Regions from separate parts of the Mus musculus genome. Here regions 2 and 3 are each linked to region 1. A link is a contact called in public Hi-C data. All regions are on one chromosome and are shown on one strand. Each heading gives the region's core, a stretch centred on a gene start, on an enhancer-like site or on the middle of the called end of the contact. The rest is flanking DNA. Distances are from core to core; before and after follow the strand shown.

Evidence for each region. Hi-C and Micro-C count contacts between places; a contact is called where the count stands out from the background.
Region 2: a Hi-C map of the N1E-115 cell line shows a contact between it and region 1, with 9 times the contacts expected there. The contact joins two enhancer-like sites. A contact is called at or near these places in 1 of 15 datasets of contacts at CTCF or cohesin (pro-B cells), 4 of 484 Hi-C or Micro-C datasets (the N1E-115 cell line, adipose-derived mesenchymal stem cells, muscle stem cells and 1 more) and 2 of 115 datasets of contacts at active chromatin or transcription factors (T-cell acute lymphoblastic leukemia and embryonic stem cells).
Region 3: a Hi-C map of the N1E-115 cell line shows a contact between it and region 1, with 2.2 times the contacts expected there. The contact joins two enhancer-like sites. A contact is called at or near these places in 2 of 484 Hi-C or Micro-C datasets (the N1E-115 cell line and muscle stem cells).

The regions. Positions count from the first base shown.
Region 1 is chr15:63,398,554-63,402,992 of GRCm38.p6, reverse strand. No RefSeq gene overlaps it. Among named protein-coding and RNA genes, the nearest start is that of Gm41335, 44 kb to the right of the region's middle. Within about 2 kb of position 2,097, at least 29 of the 459 cell types and tissues checked have an H3K27ac peak or open chromatin away from gene starts, as enhancers often do. A contact at or near this core is called in the N1E-115 cell line, where this site is marked.
Region 2 is chr15:63,650,681-63,655,119 of GRCm38.p6, reverse strand. No RefSeq gene overlaps it. Among named protein-coding and RNA genes, the nearest start is that of 4930449C09Rik, 65 kb to the left of the region's middle. Within about 2 kb of position 2,374, at least 38 of the 459 cell types and tissues checked have an H3K27ac peak or open chromatin away from gene starts, as enhancers often do. A contact at or near this core is called in the N1E-115 cell line, where this site is marked.
Region 3 is chr15:63,161,260-63,165,698 of GRCm38.p6, reverse strand. No RefSeq gene overlaps it. Among named protein-coding and RNA genes, the nearest start is that of Gm30159, 18 kb to the right of the region's middle. Within about 2 kb of position 2,653, at least 37 of the 459 cell types and tissues checked have an H3K27ac peak or open chromatin away from gene starts, as enhancers often do. A contact at or near this core is called in the N1E-115 cell line, where this site is marked.

The DNA.
Region 1 (4,439 bases), core at 848-3,347:
GATTCTTCAAGTTTTTCAGACATTAGTTTGTTGAAATAGGGTTTGTTTGGCCAGTGGGGTCATTATTGATTTCTAGGGTTTTCCCTGAACTTAGGAAAAATTCTCAACTCCTTAATAAGATCTTACTCTAGAAATGAGGTCATTTTCTTACCTCTTCATTGTCTCTTCTCCGCTCCTCCTTGGCAAGATGGATGCCGAACACACTCTTAGAGTCTCTGAACTCTAGGAGAAGTTTGGATAAGTTTAGATATTATATATCTGTCTGGAAATAATCTTCTCTTTCAATCTATTGTGACTGGTTGAATCTTAAGGTTTCCGTCTACAAGGGACAAACTCTGAGAAACCTTCCTTGATGTCTAAGGGTCTAGGCTTGCTTTGTCGCTGCATCCTAGCCTACTACCTCATTGAACATTGAACATTACATTGGTAAACTAAGTCATATCTTTGTAGCCTGGCACGTGATAGTTGTTCAATGAATACTCACTGAAGAAATGACAGGCTGAGAAAAAGTGAATTGGGGAAGTAAATAGTTACTTCAAATAAAATATGTAACTTTTTGCCTTAATTATCCAACTATTTTGAACAGAAGCCTGATGTGTGTGTGTGTGTGTGTGTGTGTGTGTGTGTGTACACGCATTCGCATAAATGCACATATGTGCACACATGCCAATATTTGACATAGGATGTAAGTGAGTCCTTAGGCTTAGCTAGATAGCTCAGTCTTGTTCAGAGGCAAGAGAACTTAATGAAATTTCTGTCATTTGCAGCTCTCAAGATATTCATAGCTTTCTATTGATATATGACAAAATTTGCGGCTTAAAACAATACCTAATAATTAATTCTCACGTTTCAGCTCAGAAGTGTACTGTGTCATACATGTCTCAGTTTGCACAGAGCACCACGGTTTTGACATTGAGATGCATTCAAAAGATCCTGTCCCAAACCCATTCTGTTGGAAACATTTCATTTCATTGTAAGATCTAGTCATTATAGGACTGCTAACTAGCTCTTGTTTTCCTGCAGGTCTTCAGCTTCTGTGGACTTCTTTGTTCCTTGTTCTGTATCTATTTTCAGTTCCGAACAAGCATCAGTATGTCAGAACATGTTTTCACTCTCTGACTTTCTTTTCAGATGTCAGCTCCAGGAAACTCTGTGCTTACACAAGGTACAATTGTTTATATTGGGGTCATCTTCCCAGTATCCATGGAAATCGCTCATCAGTGGTACTTGTGTTAGTATTTGACTGCATCAGTGATAAGAAACGTTGCACAGAGGCTAGGAGTCATAGAGATATTTTAAAATCTGCCTGCTGTATTGGCACCTTACAGAAAAATGAAAACAAGTCAAAACAAATGATCAGATAAGTTACCAATTTTGGTGATAGGAGCTGGGTGGTAGGTAGGACATGTACTTTCTTTTATCATCACTGGACGGTCTGTGTTGCCAAACTTGCTATATAGTAGATTAATTAATATAAATGTGAGACAACTATTTGGTTTTTGCTTCAGAACTCATGACTCTTGATCACACAGCCTCCTATAGTGGTGGTTCTCAACCTGTGGTCGTGACCCTCACAGGGCAGATATCTTGAATGTTACATATTTTCATTATGATTCATAGCAAACTTATAGTTATGAAGTAGCAATAAAATAATTTTATAGTTGGGGATCATGAGAACACTGTAAGGAGCTGCATTAAAAGGTTGCAGCATTAGAAAGGTTGAGAATCACTGCTTCAGAGTCTTGGTCACAGTCCTTGATTCATGGCTGCCATTTTCTTCATTGATTTCCAGTTTTGTTATCATGATTAAAATAATAATTATCATTCATTGAACTTTTTCTGTAGCATGTCATAGGTATCTTAGGCTGCTTATTCTTTTAACAACTGTGATCTAATTATTAGTATGTCTAATACATCACTATGCTCATAACCATTTGGGATATGAGTATCCAATACTCTGCTTGTCTGATTCGTAAAGTTTAGTGTTAATATTATATCTGTGTCTTTGGGGAATGTGATAAACCAGGTATAGTCAGAGGGTTGTCTTGGGATGCTTAGAGTTAGTACTCACATCTCTCACTTCCGGCCTTCTCTTTCTAGCATCAGGCAGTGACTAACACCATGCCCTCCCTCCCTTATGAGAAACAGTCCTGGGGGTGAACAACACATTCCATGTCTATTTCCTCCGGCATTAGGAACTAATTGTGAACTAAGTGACCAAACCATCCTAATAGAATTGGCTTCTAAACAGCAAATTGTAAACTTGCATGAATCGGGATCATGTGTCCTCTAAGCCCCTTCCCTTTCTCTTTTAATTGAGTTTCACTCCAGCATTATCTGTTGAAGGGAACAATGGGATGCCCTGTTTTGAGAGTGAGTCAGGCCCAGCTGCTATGAAAATAATATGTTTGAGAAAATGGACTTGACATTTGATGGCCTTATGACTCTTCTGACAGGATATAATCAACTCATTAGGGAGAAACAGAAGCCCTTGTTGTACAACCACGTTATTCTGAGCATGACAGAACTCCTAAGCTGGTGGGTGAGTGTTCAAGGCACATTGGGACTTCGTCTTCTGTGGCCAGCAAGCAGTGTGGCTGCTTTTACTGTCTCTTTCTCTGGCCACTGCCCTCCAGCTGATGAAAGGGAAATGTTACTTTCTAAAGCCCACAGTTCCTTTGTTTGTTTTCTGCTGTTTCACCCCAGAAGACTGAATTTATGAAAAGAACTTGGTTTTTCAGGGATGCTCTCAGCCTTTCTTCCACTCAGACACAGCGGGGGCAGCTCTCCTGGGAGGGTGATTGGAAGCAGGAAGTAGCAGTTGGGATTCCTGATTCCAGTTCCCAGGCCCACCCCTAGTTTTCTGTGGGACTCTCAAGGGTTCATGGTAGACTCTTTGCTTAGTCTCCCACCATAAAACTTCAACCTCCACTGCTTGCTGATTTTGCCTGAGTTTTTGCCTCAGCAGGAATATGAAGGGAAGGAAAGTCAGATTTCCACATGGGAGTAATAGTCACTTTTAGGTATCACAAGCATCAGACAGATAATTCCTGGCATAGTCCTTGGCATGTCTCTTAGGCTTTTTACTAGATTTATTGCCTGGAAGTTGTGGTTCCTTTAAGTTCTCTATTTGATCATTAAATATGTACTAGACATTTTGTTTCTTAAAAATACTTTTAAGTGCAATCGTTTTAAATATCAAATCGAGTCATTACACCAATGATGATGTGTCTGTGTGTGTCAGGAATTCTGGTTTGCAACACTCATTCTTAAGAATGTTCTCAATTATTTCGATTCACTATATTGTAACTTCCACCAGAAAAAAAGACAGTGTCTCTTTCCCACCACGGAGCCTCAAGCATCTTTAACAGGGTCTTTCTCAGCCTTTCTTGCAGGTGTGAAAATGATTGAATGAAGTAATTGACTAATTTTATTTTATTTTTTAGAATTTATTTTATTACATGTGTGAGTGTTTTTTCCTCATGTATGTGTGCCATATGGATGTCTGGTGCCTGTAGAGGTCAGAAGAGGATGTTGGATCTCCTGAAACTGGAGTTACAGTCACCACCATGTGGGTGATGTGAGCCATCTCCAGGGGCTCTATAGAAGTAGCAAATACTCTTAACTATTGAGCCAACTATCCAACCCTTAAATGTTTTCCTGAATATTTTCTGGACATGGTAATCGTCTTCATCCTGGAAACTTTGCCTCGGGAATTAGCAAACTGAAGACCATAGGTCAAACACTGCCTGCTGTCTGTTCCTATAAACTGACTTTTGAATGTATCTATCCACTGTCTTTGCTATTTCCCTAAAGGCACAGCTGAGCTTGTGGTGGGAACTACACTGGCTGAAAGATGCAAGATATTTTATTATCCAGTCCTTTGTTAAATAACTTGCTGACTTCTGCCTTTTACCTGCTACACAAATGTATGAAATAGAAACCTATACACACCCTCTTTTCTGGAAAAGCAATAACTACCAGTCTTCCAAAGAAGTTTAAGAGTTTTTATAATGCAGTATGTACTTTAAATCCTGACAGATCTCTAGAAACTCCTCTGTGCTCACTGTTTTCCTCCTCAACTTCACACTTTTCACACCTGTCAAAGATGCCATACCTTTATATCAGCCACCAGTGGTGCTGATGTCACTGCTTGTTCTACTGTTGCTTTGTAATTTGGATTTATCTTTTAAAACCTTGTTTAAATACCATCACTGTTAAATTGCTTTCTGTGAAGTTTTTCTGCTAGGCTAGATGGCCCCTCTCCCTTTTCAACCCAGCTCAGCACTTCATAAATCATGACACTCAAGCTCACATGGATTATTTGACTTGACCAAAGTTCCGTGAAGAAGTGGGCAGATCGGACTTCAAATTGAAACCTGTTTGAATTCAATGTGTACTTTCTATTATATGACGCTCTGATGAATTCATGTATAAAA
Region 2 (4,439 bases), core at 1,125-3,624, 250 kb before region 1:
TTAGAACTGAACTCAGACCACCCTTACTGCTTCATCTCTCCAATGTCTTCAGTAAATAGTATTAAGGCCAGCATGTTAGTATGAGCAAGGGATGTGAAAGACCCATGACAGTGCCTGGCTTTGTAGCTGGGCTCTGACTTACCAGCTTTTTGACCTTGGAAGTTCATTTAACCTATTGAGCATCAGTTTCCTCTGCTGTGAACTATGGGGTAATGACAGCTGTCTTACCAGGATTGTATGACAAACCGGAACTAGTTGCATCTAACATTGTGCACACTTTACTGATGACAGTTTTGGGTCTGAGACATTTGCTATCTTGCTCAAGATCACAACATAAGTGAACAGTAGACTTGAGGTTGAATCTTGATGTTCAAATTGCAAGAATGGTGCCTTTTCTATTTCTTTCAAATTCACTTTTAAAACTGAACTGATCAATGCATGTCTTCTCCTAAGATACGCATCAGTACGTTCCCTTGTTCTAGTACCAGTATCTGATAGCTTTAGACTCCCTGGAGTCTATGTATTCTGAACTTTCATGATGTCTAAACCCATCACAACAGAGTGACATTTTCTTTCACGTAGTACCCAGCTATCACAGAGCAGAGTCCATGCAAACCGCCTGCCAACAATTTGATATTGAACAGTCTGGATTTGAGAAAAGTGTGGGACTGTGGCATGCCAGCTCTTGAATGTCTCCCTTTGGTCTTCCTGACTTTTCCTTTTCTCCCAGCAATTCACCCTTTGAAACTCTATGTTCTTGATGTTGAAGGGATGGCAAGTTTAGCTATCATCTGACCTGGAAAGATGACCCTTAGGCAGAAAGATGACCTCAGGAAGATTAGGGAAATAGCTGTCTCCCACTGTGGACTCAGACTATTAGACATGAAAACCCATTGTTTCCCACCAATCCCAGACCCCCCTTGAGAAGAGCCACGTGTGTGTAATCATAGGTTCTCATATTAATTCCCCTGGGACCACAACATTCCCAGTTGGTGTACACGTAGTGCCACTACATCCTTGGACTGACAGGTACTTTGGTTCCATTTTCTGGTCTAATTCTCTGGCTGATATTTGGGTCCATCTTTCTACGATCCTCTCAACTGTTCTAACGACACAAAGTTCCATTTTGGGAGTTGTACCAGGCCACCTTGGGAAAACAAAATCTGTCTCCATTTCTCAATTGCCATTTGAGGGTCCAGCGGAAAGAACACAAATTTGAACAAACAGTATTTCATTGTATATTCAACAGAGAAACACACTCTTGTATGTCAACATTACGAGGAAGGCTGAGGATAGCTTTATAGTTTCTCTGAGGAAACGATCGTTCAGTTGGTACAAACGCTTATAGGACTTTTTATCTTACTCTTCATAGCCACTGGTCCCTGAAGAGAAGCTCTTTTATCACACTGGATTTCTCTGTTTCCCACTTGAGAACCTTAACCCCTTGGAGTAGGATCTATGCGCTTTGTAATCCAGAAGTTTTTATTCGGATACCATACTCATTTCTATCCTGGCACATGTTAGCAAGAGAAGAGTAAAAATTGTTAATTCATGGGAGAAAATAACAGCATTAATGAATGTATAGATTTACAAAGACACACATATACCATACTCATTTCTATCCTGGTACATGTTAGCAAGAGAAGAGTAAAAATTGTTAATTCATGGAGAAAATAACAACATTAATGAATGTATAGATTTACAAAGACACACATATACCATACTCATTTCTATCCTGGTACATGTTAGCAAGAGAAGAGTAAAAATTGTTAATTCATGGAGAAAATAACAGCATTAATGAATGTATAGATTTACAAAGACACACATATACCATACTCATTTCTATCCTGGTACATGTTAGCAAGAGAAGAGTAAAAATTGTTAATTCATGGGAGAAAATAACAGCATTAACGAATGTATAGATTTACAAAGGCACACATCATTGGATTGCTTTTGAACCCCATTCTCACTCCCCAGTCCTGTGCACCTAGGAGATACAGCATATAGCTTAGGTTGTTATGTATGCAAGGGGATTTAGAAGAGATCCTTTGGAGGAATGTCATATTTTAAAGATGGAGCTACTTTAAAAAAAAAAAGAGTCTCTCTGACCTTGAGTAAGCAACTTTATACACCATCTTACATGGCTGGTTTTAAATTGTCTGTTAGAGGCCACAATGGTAGCTGTTCTGCCAGGCCCTGAGACTGTTCAAGGGATGAAGCGAGATAATGCAGGTGAAGTCTTAAGTACTGGCTTAAGGGCAGCTGTGTGCGTAGTGTTTGAAAAATGTGCGCACTGGGAGCAGGAGGCTTGATTTCAAGCCTCCAGGCTGCACATCTTGAAGCTGAACTATGTTCAGGGTGAATCAAACAATTCCAAATACTGGCAGCAGGGGGCGCTCTTGCACTTTCCTTAGATTGTCCTAATCGGCTAAGAGGAGGAAACAACTTTTTGTCTCCATTTTCTAATTTAGTTCTTGGGTCCATTTGGGTGTGGAGGACAACATTGTGTCCGTTCACTGGGATGGTCCAGCCCATGAATTTCCAAAATGGCAGCAGTCTGATCTAGATTGATTTTGTTTTTATCTGTGCTTTGTGTAGGTGCCACAGACAATCTGGGTCCCTGGTCTGGCATGTAGGACAGATAGGTGCTGACCCTGTGACCTAAATTTCACAAGAAGAGTCCAGGTCAACAAAGAGTTTGATAGTTCGAGGGGCCAAACTGTCTTCTGGCTTGTTCATGATCGACCTGTGGTAGCATGGTGTGTAGCAGTAGCGGGGATATTCTGCTGTACTGTCAGGAATGAAGATGAGATGTGGAATGTGGGTCCTAGGGGGTACATCTTAAAAGCCCTAGCTAGTGTGGATGGGTCGTTATGGGACGGCATCAATGAGTAAATGAGTCCATGTTGCATCATTGCCATCTTATCATGGACACTGGAAGCCTTGAAGATAAATGAGAAAGGTGTGAGACACATATGGCATATATGGGTTTACAGAAACTCAGCTCAGGCCTCACACTCTGGTATGCTTTGTGCTGGTCTTTGATGTGTGTGTGTGTGTCAGAGTGGGGGTTAGGGGTTTCTACACCATACCCCTTTTGTTGATACTGACAATATAAAACCAAGAGGACAGTATAAGTAATTTTCCCAATGCAACTGACCAAGTTTTTTAAAAATGTGTATCATATACATATGTGTCTATATATGGCATATATGTATATATCATATATAAAATATATTTTAGACATAGTGCCAAAAGTGTGTGTGTATATACATACATATATATATATATATATATATATATATATACACATGTATATATATGTATATACACACACACACACACACACACACACATATATATATATATATATATATATATATATTCATTCAATTCTTGGATTGCAACCAATTAAGCCATTAAAGCGAGGTAAGTTGTTCCTTTAATCTGTGAATTTCATGTGAGTTTTACTAATGTCCCAATCACAAATCATGCCAAAATGAGGAGCTGAGTCCCACATTAAACTTGAGTTTCGTTAGCCTCCTTAAGCTCAGAAAAGCTTCCTGTCTTTTGCGACAATACTACCTTGGAAGGACACAGATTGAGGTATGTTGTAGACTCTTCCTCAAGCCAGTTTTCCCCACGATGCCTTGTGATCAGATTCAACTCCCGCATTTCTAGCCCCAGCATCGTGGAAGGGCTACTGTGTCTTTTCAAGCACTATGGTGGATACACATAATGCCAGCTTCCCTCATTACTGGTGATGTGAGCTATTTGCCTAAGGTCCTTTCTGCCAGGCTTCTCTGCTGCCAAGGCTCTGAATTTCCCTTTGTAGCTAATGCGTAGCCCTATTGGCAGACTCTTCCCGTGGCTGACTTCTGCCTCCCGTCACACAGCAGTACCTTGTTTGTTCTCACCTTGATGTTTCTTATATGCATTGATGATGGTGAACAGCCCAGCAAGTGCGCCTGTTTCTTCCCTTCCTCCCACTTTTGTTCTCAGTTGTACATGGCAAGGAAAACCAATTCCTTCTTTCATATTTCTCCCAGAAAAAAAATCCTCTTTATAAGAGTTCACATCCTTGAGCACACATGATAGGAGCTGGTAGCCAGGCCTTAAAATTATGCTCTTTAGCCTTATGGACTAGTAGCATTTTTCACATTTGTGCAGTGTACCAGACAACACGTAAGTACTATGTCCTTTTGTTGCAAACAAGGAAACCGAGGCTCAGAAAACGCACCTCCTCACCACACATGCTTCCCTCAACATGATCAGGATTTGATTTTGTGAGCTCCCTCTGGGCATGGCAGGTAGGTAAGTTGCATTTAGATCTTCTAAACACTTAGCCTCACAGATGCCAAGCTCTGTCCTTCTCTGTGAATGAATGCACGGATGAACAAACGAAGACAAAAGCAGTGTGATCTAATAAATTGCCCCCT
Region 3 (4,439 bases), core at 1,404-3,903, 240 kb after region 1:
AACAGTATACCCAGATATTGAAAATAACCTACCTGTTTCCAGTCAAGCCACAAAAATATAGCTGCCATTTCCAGGTAGCTCTGTGTGTGTGTGTGTGTGTGTGTGTGTGTGTGTGTGTGTGTGTGTGTGTGTGTAGCTCCCCAGCCCCCTTAAATGCACTCAACCTTTTTCCCCTGGAAAGTTGGGGCTCCTCCCTGTTCCAATAAAGCAGCCTAAGCCTTTTGAGATAGAGCCTATCTAGATCATTTTTTTTCTTAGACTCATGGTAGGTTCAACACTCACAGGTGAATCTAATGTGACTTGGTGGACTACACCAACCAGGAAGCTTGATGACCTGTAAGACTGAGGAGGAAGAGAGAGAAAGTCCACATCCAAAGACGTGCATGAGGTTCATCATCACATTTTCCCCATTAATTAATTCACCACAAACTGCTTTTATTTCTAAAGCAAATTAAGTATTTATGTCTATACTATGTAGGAATAAATGATACAAAGAAATTATATAGCAGTTTCTCCACTGCATTAGAGACAGCAATGTTGTCTTTCATCTATTTATCATTTTGATTAAGACAACAGACTCACTGTGACAGGGCACAAATGTATTTTAATTGTAAGGCTAATAATGGAGAAATATCTTTCCATTGGTCTCTACCTGTTTACTGATGGTATTCTGATCCTATAAGATACAAACTGGTCTGGGAGCACAGGGCATCTTTCTGCTCAGTTCCAGTAAAAATCAGCAGTCTTCTATAACAGGCATCATGAGGTTGGAGCATCTCCAGCATAGATTGCTTATCCCAGCTAACTGAGCCTTGCAAATTTGCTAACTACACTGCCTTTGAACTGACAACTTTCACATGATCTAGCTCCATGACTTGCCTTTTTCTAGTGCTTTAATATGAAGATTTATGCTAACACTTTTTAGATTCATATAATGCACCAGGCTCTGTGGCAATGCATAGGTGTTCATTTTCATTTTTATACAATCTTGGGGGATATCATTACCCCCATAATATATATAGAGAGAGAAGTAAGAAGTCAGAGGGGTTGAAGGAGAGATCATGATGAACACTCTCATTCATTTGATGTTTTCTGAAGAACATTTGTACCCCAGACCTTGAACTGGACTTGAGATTGAAGACAAAGGCATGGCTTCTAGCATCTGCACATTTTCCCTTCAGGTCACTGTTGGATGTGCAAAAGAGATGAGGGGACATAAGAGGGGGAAGTGGGGCTGGAGCTTGTGGCAAACACCCTGGACTTGTCTGGTGTGGGATGCATGTCCCACCTCCTCCATCCTTCTACTCAAGCCTCCTCCATGGCTCTCCCCTCCTCCCCCATGGCATCAAATCCTCCCCTTTCTGAGCCAGACAATAGTTCTTTCTGGAACATCTTCCTTGGAAGGATAACAACAGTGTTTTTGCTGCTGGTGTCATCATGTGATCAAAGCATAGCTCAGGAAATGGGGTCCTCTGAAAACTGTTTATCTAAAATCTCTTGTTTCACCATTTGGAGTGTTTTAAGAGAACGGTCTGCACCTTCTCTCCCGAGGGCAAAGATTTCAGTTACCTGTGTACTAAGAGGCAAACAGAGGCCACACATACTTGTGCAGTAAAAGAAAATACCCCCCATGTAGAATGACCCCTGCCTGCCTTTGTGCCCCCCCCAACCACCACCACCCCCAACCCCAGCTGCTCTGGAGGACATGAGGAAATCCTGATCTAGTTTTTCACAGGAAGTCTGAGTGATTCTAGGCAGGGAAGATTTAAAGACAAAAAGCTCTAATTCCAGACTTAGGTGGGAGTGTTTTTATTACTGACAAAAACCAGAGTTCCCTTTCTGGGTTATTCAGATGAACTCAGAGTAAATATTTATCCTTTCAGCTAATAGGTCTGTTTCGAGGAGTTCGGTACTCCCAGACAACCAGGCTGATGGATCGTTTCTTGATTCCCCACTTGGAGGAGGACTGGGCAAAACTACTTGGCACAAAGAGCCCTTTTCCTGTGGCCTGCCTGTTTCTGTGTATGAGGTATAACACCCTTCTTTGTGCCAGAACAGGGTGGGTGTGAGGGAAGGCCTTGCTAGGACCTCCCAGCTCCACCATTCTGAAATGATTTAATGGTCATATCGTCAGTGTTCCCAGAGCAAACAGCCACCCACCTCTGAAGAGGAGAAAGATGGATGGCTACATCAGCAGCCCCCACCCTTCTCTTGTGTTTCAAAGCGGGACTTTGTTCACTGCAATTTGCACAGAGTGCAGAATTCATGCCATGGGCACTCCCAATGTACAGAGTACACAGGCACACACACACACACACACAGACGAGGATTTACATACATGAATAAATGCAAAGGTTACATATGGACATAATGCAGGGAGAGTTTTGAGGAGAGGGACTCCTCATTTATTCATCTTTGTATTCTCACATTGCCTAGCAATGCCTGGCACAGAGAAGATGATTAATACATAGTTTTTGAATGAATACATGAATAATTATAATTGCAACCATTTAGTTAGCACTTAGCAAGTGCCAGGCAAGAAGAAATGTGCTTCATAAACCATTCTCTTCTTTAACCCTCGCCAAGAGCCAGTGAGTGAGGTGCTCATACTCTCCTAGTTGCACAGATGTGAAGAGAGAAGGTTTTAGGCAAAGCATTTCGCTGAAGATGACAGCCTGGCTTGTGGTAGCAAAAGACATGTGACTCCAGAGCTGATGCTCATCCTTTCTGGAGCAAAGCTAAAAATACTTGTATAGCTGTCACATGTAGAGAGCAGCAGTGTCATTGCTGAGGCTCAAAACCTTATCTGTAAGCCTTGAGCATAAAGTGTCTTTGCTCTGCAACCCCAGTTATCTGGAGCTCAAGGATGCTCTGTCCTCAGAGTAAGGATGATGGGTCTCTGATGGATAGCAATAAGAACCTTTGTTTTGCACTTTTTGAGAAATACAGACATATCTGAAAGAGAGAATTGATCCCTCCCTTTCCCCCTCCTTCCCTATCCTCTTCCCCTCTCCCTCTTTCCCTCTCTCCTTTTTTTTTATTGGATATTTTATTTATTTGCATTTCAAAGGTTATTCACTTTCCCAGTTTCCCCTCCAGAAACCCCTTATCCCATCCTCCCTCCCCCTGCTTCTATGAAGGTGCTTCCCCACCCACCCACTCCTGCCTCCCTGCCATGGCATACACTGGGGCATCAAACTTTCACAGGACCAAGGGTCTCTCCTCCCCTTGATGTCTAACAAGGCCATCCTCTGCTACATATGCAGCTGGAGCCATGGGTTCCTCCATGTGTACTCTTTGGTTGGTGGTTTAGTCCCTGGGAGCTCTGGGGATGGGGGTGGGGGGAGTCTGGTAGGTTGATATTATTGCTCTTCCTATGGGGTTGCAAACTCCTTCAGTTCCTTCAGTTCTTTCTCTAACTCCTTCCTTGGGAATCCCATGCTCAGTCCAATGGTTGTCTGTGCGCATCTGCTTCTGTATTTGTCCGGCTCTGGTAGAGCTTCTCAGGAGACAGCTATGTCAGGCTCCTGTCATCAAGCACTTCTTGGCATCTGCAACAGTGTTTCAGTTTGGTGTTTGTATATGGGATGGATGCCCAGGTTGGGGAGTCTCCGGATGGCTTTCCTTTAATCTCTGCTCCAAACTTTGTCTCCATATTTGCTCCTATGAGTATTTTGTTACCCCTTCTAAGAAGGATTGAAGCTTCCACACTTTGGTCTTCCTTCTTCTTGAGCTTCATGTAGTCTGTGAATTATATCTTGGGTATTCTGAGATTTTGGGGTAATATCCATTTATTCAGTGAGTGCATACCATGTGTGTTCTTTTGTAACTTAGTTACCTCACTCAGGATGATATCTTCTAATTCCATCCATGTGCCTAAGAATTTCATAAATTCATTGTTTTTAATAGCTCTGTAGTACTCCATTGTGTAAATGTACCACATTTTCTGTATCCATTCCTCTGTTGAAGGACATCTGGGATCTTTCAAGCTTCTGGCTGTTGTAAATAAGGCTGCTATGAACATAGTGGAGCATGTGTCCTTTATTTCTTTCTATGTTGTATAACAGTGGCACAGAGGCCAATGTTTCAGTGAAACCAGCATCTGTAAAAGATGATACCTATTCCAGTTAATCCAGCTTTGCTTAGTTCACAAGTTCTCTAACTACATAAGCCTTTTAAAAAAAACGATCATTTCCATAAGGTCTACCTTCTATACGTTGCTAATTTCCAAAGTCCTTTAATATGAATATTTGTGCTATCACTTTAGACTCCTGTAAAGCACCTTTCTGTTCTAATACATACATGTGTATGTCCAGTTTTTATGGAACCCTGGGTATAAGCATTGCTATTCCCTTCCTCTTCTTTCCTCTCTTCTTCTTTCCTCCCTCCTTCTCTTCTCCCTCCTCTTCCTTCTTAGCTTCTACCCACTCCCTCCATTC